2 separate regions of the Aedes aegypti genome follow, and region 2 is linked to region 1. The links are chromatin contacts, called in public Hi-C maps. All regions are on one chromosome and are shown on one strand. The core of a region is the stretch at or near the end of the contact, and the rest is flanking DNA. Distances in the headings are between cores, read along the strand shown. Region 1 holds the start of LOC5579853 (spectrin beta chain). Region 2 overlaps LOC5579853 (spectrin beta chain).

Region 1 (4,268 bases), core at 1,399-3,898:
CTGCTCTAAAGTATGTCATAGAACTCTGATGATGTTGAGGAACATGATCAAGCCTGAACATGGGAGACCGTTTTATTTTCCCTAAATTTTGTCTAACTCCAAGAATGTTCATCAAAATTTTGCCGAGAAGCACATCTCGAGTTTTAGTGAACCGATGAAACTGAAAATTTTATAGGTTGTGCGCTGCATATAAATAATAATATAATAAATTTTTCATCGATATATGGAGTGGTAATTGAGATTTGCTTCTTCAAACGGATAAGGAGATTATAATGACGTCCCGTGCGGCCTTAAACGGACAAATTGACGTGAGTTTTGCGAAAAAGTTACACGTCTTCTTGGTGAGAAACGAACTCACGACTCCCTGTTCACTAGATAGGGCGCGTTGCCCCTACACCACGAGAATACTCATTGGAGCAGAAGTTAACCTGAATTCGATTTCAACTCAATAATCACGTGGTCATCTTTCGCAAAGCGCACCTCTTTCGGAAGAATTAGATGCTTATCCAAACACAACGCTTACTATTTATATGCAATGCCTAGCCCGAGAACGCATTATTTATTAGGTATTGAAATACAACACACTACTCGCCAACGACGTACTGGCTGAGATCTATCGTGCGGGCTTCCAATGGGCGACGTTCTCAACGACCGGTTACGATACATGAATACATTGCTTGATAAATATTTGTTTAATAAGTTATGACTTAAGTGAACAGGGAGCCGTGAGTAACCAACTCTTAAAAAATCATCAAATAGTGATTGTAGAACAGATTGTTTGTAATCGTACGTTAAATCTCATTAAATTTTAGTGTTGTGGATAATACACTATCACACACTAAAAGTACTTAAAAAAACAAATTGTAGTAGGCTTTAAAAACATCTGCACAAAACGTAAAAATATGTTTATTTCTATCAAAAATGATAACTGGAATCGATCTGGCGGAACCTCTAATCGGTTTTTTTTGGAAAGTTGTTTTTTTTATTTATTTCGTTTATTTGACAGGCTCGAAAAGTTGATTTATTCTACAAAGATACTATGAATAAGCATAATATCTCGCGTAACAGTTCTAAAGGGCCAATGATCAAATTGTAAACAAATCGGGTTTTGATACCATTCGATAGCATCTCCCAACACCCACAAACTATGCAAACATTGTCAACATAATCATAAAACTTACCGTTATAAACTCGATTTTCAAAACGGCCAATAACCGCTTTTTTCCAAATCATCCATTGGCCCCCACTCGAAAAGGCCAATGATTGGTTCTCGCTCCATCAAGAGGGCCTACAATCGGAAAATTTCGCAAACTGTCATTGGCCTTAACATGGTGAGAGGCCAATGACTCTCTCTTGCTCATTCATTGAAAACCGAAAAGGCCTAGCCTTGAGCCAAGCACGCTAATAAAATTCTATTTTGGCCAATACAAAAGGCCCATGCCTTGATGAAAATCGAAAATGGGCCAAGCATTTAAACTTATCATTTTTTCCACATTTTTGTCAGTTTTCAGAATTAAATCAATTATTAGAATTAAATCAATTATTATAATCGTCACTCAACTAGCAAGAAATCACATTGATTGAATTGAATACTGAAAAATAGGAATTGAAAATGTGTGAATAATATTCAAATCGAATTTTCTCAGAGTCAACGATCTGAAGATTGGCCCTTTTGAATTGTTACGCGAGATATGATCTTTCATTCTAGGGCACCATGACTTCTCGAACATTGATTTTTTTTTCTGGGACACCCTATTGTATTGCCCGCACTCTCTCCACACACATACAAAAGCCGAAATTTTCACGAGCTCGCGCCTATCTCTTTTCATTGCATACTCGACACAAAATATGGTTGCGAGGTCAAATTAATAAAAACACAAGCCGAGTGGCCCCTTGTCCAAAATGATTTCACTATCTCTGACTAATTTAGATTTCATTTTATGAAATGAAGCGGACAACATCAAGAAAGACAGCATGACATTCACGAGAATAAAAATGCATCGGTCGATGACGGTGGGTGAGAAAAATAAGAATGATGATGGCCGATGATGTCATCGATTCATTTAAAATATGTTTCCCTCTCATTCCTTCCGATCATGCTGCGCCGTTTTGGCACCCATCATGGCCCCCAAAATATCTGCGCTATGGGCGTTGTCGTCGTCGCTTTTCTCTTCTGGACCGCACTCACTTTTCCCCTTGATGGTTGATGACTTTACTGCTTTTCGCCGCCGCACACTCATTTACAGTAGAGGCCGAGATCCGATTTTTCCTCTATTCGACCACTCTTTCCAACAAGAATACGTGCAAGCGAGTGTGAATGAAGGAGAAAACTTTTTTCATCGGCCCAGGCGCAAAGCATAAGTAGAAAAAAAATTACTCACATCCCAATTAATCGATTTTCGTGAATTAAACTGTACTTTCAGATCGTCTACGCGATCGCAAACTGTACTCGCACTACCGTATCACCTTTTGCAACACAAATCCTCACGGAATATGCACCGTTTTCTTCGAATTTATGCTATTTTCACTTGCTGGTTTCAATATTTTTTTCTTCACACTAACACGGCACTAAAATTTTACAGCGCGACGGCGACGACCATCTTTACTCGACTACGCTCACTTACGGACAGACCGCATCCAAAGTTTTTCACTGCTTCCGAACCTTCCGAAGCCCAGCGCCAGCAGTCATGCAGTTCTCCAAAAGCTTCCAATGGAACAGAGAAGGAAAGAGCGATTATGGCAAATGAGGCGTATGAACAGGTTGAGCAATTAGGCCGATGCTGTCTCTGTTCCTCTCACTACACTGTACTGCAGTTTAGGGGTGACGTCATTCAAAACAGATTCAAATTGCCACGATATGGCTGCGTGCATCGAGCTTTATGGAAAAAGCTTTTATTTACAAACTTTACACGGAACTTGAAATCAACCCAAATTAACTAATTTCTGGTTTTCGTAAGGGCCCATTCATAAATTTCATAACGCTGGAGGGGGTGGGTGGGTGTCCTTGCGATGTTACACGGGAAAAAAATCTGTGGTAAAAATAACTATTTTAGCTGACTACGCCCATTCTTAAAACTACCATGGAAATTCAGACCAATATACTATGTTTACGGTACACCCCACCGCAATACTGGTACATTTGACAGAAATAATTTACAACAATCTGATTTCAACTACAGACATGGTAAAATCAAGCGCATTTCTGGTCTGCTGAAAATTGCCGGTGCGAGCGCTTAAGTTAACCCCCTAGAATGGTAGTTTTTACCGCACAATTTTTTTGCGTGTACGGTCCGTACAAAAACAGGAAAATACCAATACAAAATGCGTCACAAGGGGGTGGGTGGGTGTCCAAAATAGCCCATTTTAGCGTTATGAAATATATGAACAAGCCCAAGACTTTTGGTTTCGAAGACAAAAAACTAAATAAATAATGGACTTAAGTCAACTCTCTATTACTCGATATTGAAGGGATCATCGAAGCTGGGAGATATTGCAGCGCTTATATTAAATCCACATCCAGCGGCGGCGGTAACGCGCAGAAGATATGCGCACAATTCAAACGCAACGTCCAAATTCAAGTAGGCTTGGATTTTTTCGTTCTTCAAGAATTTGCTAAATCTGAAACATTTGGTAGTTTTCATTATCACTGCGACGGTATATCCACATTTTCAGATAATCGCATTACGTGGATTTATCTTGCAGAGCACAATATCGAGTTATAGAACACAAAATCAGTGAAAATGCTATCCAAGTGGCGATCGAGGTGAGCCATAAAAACCAAGGCTGGCTGGATACTGGCGGCTCTATATTGCTACCCCAACGTGTCGCTGGCTCTGAAATGTAAACAACCATACAAAAAAAATGACCAAACAATGGTGAAGGCGTAATCAATTTTCTCGCAAACATCTATTTTGGGAATTTACACATTCTAATTCCAGCAGGTTCTGGTACACCATGTAGATATTCTCCTGGGTTTGCTAAGGGTCTGGAGTTTGTCCCGGTTTCAGCAGGATACTGCCCGGATAGAATCGTACCATTCAGTGTATGGAATAAACCATTAATGTACAATATAACGTATTGGATACAATACAGCGTATTGTAATTTACTGTCGAAACAACATTATTCTTGTTTGAATACACGATTCAAAAACAATATAATATACTGTAACAGAACACTGTAATGTTTTTTATTGGTTTTATACCTTACAATTTTGGTCAGATTCCTATTTTTGCTTAAAACAGCTGTTGCTTTTTTCTTTGTAGTTTGG
Region 2 (4,400 bases), core at 151-2,650, 44 kb before region 1:
CAGGGCCTTGTACGGATTAATTTATGTTTCAATCCGAATCTGATTATGTACAAACCAGCTCTGCAGCAAATATATCTCTCCGAACAGCGGATGCTGTCAGTGCCCAGTCGTGTTTTTTTTTCAACTAATTGGCAGAATAAACTCTGCTGCCATACGACAACAACACCCGACTGTGCACACATGTTGGATTTGATAAAAATACACTTGAACGTACTTTACTTCGGTGTTTAGTGGAGATTAGCAGGTTTTGGGTGGGCCTGTGTGTATGGAAGATGAACTTCCAAACATTACCAACAACTAACACACATTCGACACAGAATGGAACGTTTGACACGAGCACGACAACCACCTAATAGTGGAGTAAATTTTTCAACGAATGGAGAGGTCAGCTGAATGGACATTTGGTATTGACTGTTAGCAGCAGCAAAGGCGAATAACGAAAAGTGATGACATCATATATGAACGATTCAACAGTATCTCTCGGTAGTTCGAGCAAAATTATCAGATGTTTACAGTTTTGAAGATATTCAAATGTAACATTGACTAAGTTGTTGTTGTTGCCACGAATTATTTACAAACAAATTGTTCATGATTTATTGATACTACCTATAAACATTTCGAACTTATTTTGAATGAAGTTATAAATTGTTATCGATAATATCTCCAATTCACAAACTGAATACATAGAACTATGTTAATTATCGATATTTACACAACATAACATAAGAGTTATGGGTTATGGGACTCAGCAAAACCATACTGATGGTCGTTGGTTCGAATTCCACTGGTCTAGGATCTTTTCGGATTGGAAATTTTGTTGACTTTCCTGTGCATGAAGCATCTTCGAGTGACAACGATATAAAGATGCAAAAAAGCTGTCAGTTCATAATTGTTGAAGTGCTCATAAAGATTCTAAGCTGGGGAGCAGGCTCTATCCCGGTTGGGACTCAAGACCAGAACTTAATAATTAACGTTAATGTTTTATAAGGCCTGCAACAGGTTGTATAAAACGTGATTGTAATGATAATTACCATCATTTGAATTGAACTTAGTCCAAAAGCAGTCGTTGCATTTTATCGCAAATAACACTGGTAGGTTTATTGGACATTTTTTTTTGGGTTGAATTTGTATTCTACCGTTGCAATTAGAGTACAATAAATCGAAATTTTATAAAACCCACAAAATTATGATCACCTTTTTCACGGTTGAAGTACGATGCACATGCCCCGTTCCACTTATTATCAGTTGACGAACATTAGACACTCACATTATCACTAGCCATTCAAAACGCAGCTAAATAGGCAGCATGGAGGAGCTGGTTACCTATGTGTAGAATGTATGTGACTGTGTCAAGCTTATCGTCTCCAACGGCCATGACTATGTAAACAAGTGGGGCCGCCGCCACGATATGAGCAAAGACTATGATTCTAATGTGGAAATCGAGGGCCATCCACAAGAAGCAAACAATGTATTAGGGCGGTTCAAATTACAGAAAAGTTTGAAATTCTAGTTGCTTACAATTGCTTGCTGCTATTATTGAACAAGTTTCTTCATTGAAACTCAAGTAACAAGTTTCGGTAATTCATACTAACATCAACAATAGTACTGATAGTTCTACTGGTATTAGAAGTATTATTTTAGTTCCTTCAACGTCTTTGGGACACTTTCAAATTCTCACCAAAAGGGCTGGAAATTTGACACAATTCTATTTTCATCATAAGGGTTCATTCGCAAATTTCAAAACGCTTTAAGGGGTGGGTGGGTGTCCGAACGTTGTTACGGATCATACAAAAATTGAAGAGTATCAATACAGAAAGCGTCACGAGGGGGTGGGTGGGTATCCAAAATGACCAATTTCAGCGTTATGAAATATATGAACAAGCCCTAAGTATTGTGCAACATGTGATGGAATTGTTAAACTTTTTCTTTCAATTTGAACCACCCTAACAATACACACATCGCGATCGGGTGTCGGTGTCAGTAAAGCTAAACCGATTCGAACTTATTTACTTTTCATCGCAAGTTTCCTCCTCTTGATTCCGCTTGTTTTATTTTCTTTCATTTGTCTACCGGCCGCCTCGGCCAACGCCCAGTCGATGATGATGGTAGCCGGTGTTACCTCATAAAGTACCATGAGAATCAAGTGTAGGGCAAATGTCATTCATTCGGAAAGCTACAGTTATTTGACGAACGATGTACTGAATGACTGACCGAGGCGCGATTGCATTTCTGAGATATGTAGCTGTACGATTATTGAAATGTTTATGGGTAAAGGCACGTTTCTTTGAGTTTGTTATTCTTATTCGAAGAAGCCCATCATAGTCGCGACAATTGACATCATCGCTCGTAGATTCATTAATTCAAACAACGTTTAGAGGAAACGAGTTTCAGCAAGAAGGGTCAGCTATGCAGGACGGAATGATTGACCTGCCAATTGAAATGGAATGATGATTTTATTACAGTTAACTTTCATTCAAATGTAATATTGTATCTTCATTTGATTTAAAAGCCTGTTTTAGAAAACATCACTGTTGGTAGAAATCAGAATTAGTGCCGAAGAGATCAGTAGATGAAAAGCCATCACAACTTCCATTGCAAATTATCAAAACAATCTTAAATAAAGTTCGAGTTTGTTTGAACTTTTGAAGTATTCCTCAGGGGACTTATCTTGGAAATTCTTGGAAATTGGAATTCTAGGAATCCTCTTTAAAAATACCTTGTCTATGACATGATTCCATTTCCGGAACAATCCGAAAAAGTACGACTGGAAGAATATCGAATAGAAATTTATATAGAAATCACTATCAACTTCCTACAAATGATGCCAGGAAGAAATTTTTTAGGCAATACCAAAACATATTTGATATAAATTCCTAGAGAATTCTTAAACAATGATCAAGATGGATACTTGAAAATCGGATCTTATAGAATCCATAGTAAATGCTAATGAATGGATTTTAAAATTGACTATTTTGTATTGCAAATCGAAAAAGTTTCAAACGTGGTGTCCAATGCTGTAAGCCAAACAGAGAAAAAATAAGAAATGATCAAAACAAAAAACCATCCTAACGTTTCACACCTCAATGCGCCCTCAAAACGAAAACATACAAGTGCTGGTAGTGCTACGAGTAGGTTAACGGGATCGAGCAAAAGAAAAATTGCTTCAAAACACATGAAATGAATTCAAATTGTAAGTCATCGCTCGGCAGCTTTCTAGATGTGTAATTGTAAGACACCAATACACCGAACGCCGGTTGTGCCCCAGTTGACCAAGTATATTTATTCTTAAGAGTTTGTTCTCACCATTTGCTGTTATAACAATGCCAAAACAAGGCGGTGGCGTCATTAACCCACGATCTCAGCATTTTAGATGTTCTTGAGCCGTGCTTCTTGCTGTGGCAAGACGTCTCGAATAATAATTTGCAGCGGTGACGAAAGCATGACGCATAAGTACGGACGCTGGTTGAGGAAAGTAAAACAAAAATAACCATTTTGCATCGAAAATTTTGATCCACTGGTCACGCGGTAATGCAGCAACAGAAACGCTTGAAAGCTTTTTTTGTGGTCAGTCCAAGAGAGATGGGGAGCAATTTGGAATGCTGAGACGGAAAAACAATGGAAAGTGGTTTGATTTGGTGTTTTTTCCTGTTTCGTTGTTTGCAATGTGCGATGATGGGCAGATATCCGAATCTATGAAATAATAGAGGTCATCATCATGCCGTCCGAAAATGAAAGTGAATGTGTTTTGATAAAATTTCAAATGAAATGAGTGGGGATTTTTCGCCATCTGGCGATGGAAATCTTATGCCACAAGATTGGTTGCGATTGGTTCAACCGTATTGTGACACTTACTGGAAAACAATATAGACCAACATAAAGTTAGTCGAATGAATATTTGCCAAATAGAAAAAGAGTCCAATTTGTTCTCTGCCCATTTTCAAAAGAAAGGGACTTTGCCAGCAAAGTGGCAAATGACAGAATACAAAAGAGGATAATAAATCCAGTTTTGTTTTAACGTGAAAATTTTAGAATTGTCAAAATAACTTATATTTTTTTTTACTTTAAGTATGAAACTATGCTTAAGGCCACTTTGAACTGATACACTATCAGGGTGTTGACTGAATTTTAAGAATAAAATTGCTTGACCTTTCCTGATCTTCCAGTTGATTTTTAGAAAAAATTTGGGCCATTGAATTTTCCGATTTGAAACAAAACCATTTCTAAGGTTATAAGAAACTAGATGGCATGACTGACTGTACATGTCAATGGTTGCTACTCCGTGATTGATCGGTATTGCACTACGATGCAACTGAATAAGGGACGGGACTTTCCACGTACTCTCGAAGTTAGCGTTAGCGTTAGCGTAGTTACGGTATACTTCGTAGATTGGATACTAGCAA

Evidence for each region. Hi-C and Micro-C count contacts between places; a contact is called where the count stands out from the background.
Region 2: a Hi-C map of whole pupa shows a contact between it and region 1, with 2.5 times the contacts expected there. The contact joins the enhancer-like site here to the promoter of LOC5579853 in region 1. A contact is called at or near these places in 2 of 2 Hi-C or Micro-C datasets (whole body and whole pupa).

Annotation. Positions count from the first base shown.
Region 1 is chr3:218,753,840-218,758,107 of AaegL5.0, reverse strand. It overlaps LOC5579853 (spectrin beta chain), which reads right to left and starts at 2,648. Exons shown (of 13, transcript XM_021852812.1): 1 at 2,382-2,648.
Region 2 is chr3:218,796,906-218,801,305 of AaegL5.0, reverse strand. All of the region lies in intron 1 of LOC5579853 (spectrin beta chain), which reads right to left. Among protein-coding and RNA genes, the nearest start is that of LOC110678997, 5.2 kb to the left of the region's middle. Within about 2 kb of position 1,400, at least 2 of the 3 cell types and tissues checked have open chromatin away from gene starts, as enhancers often do.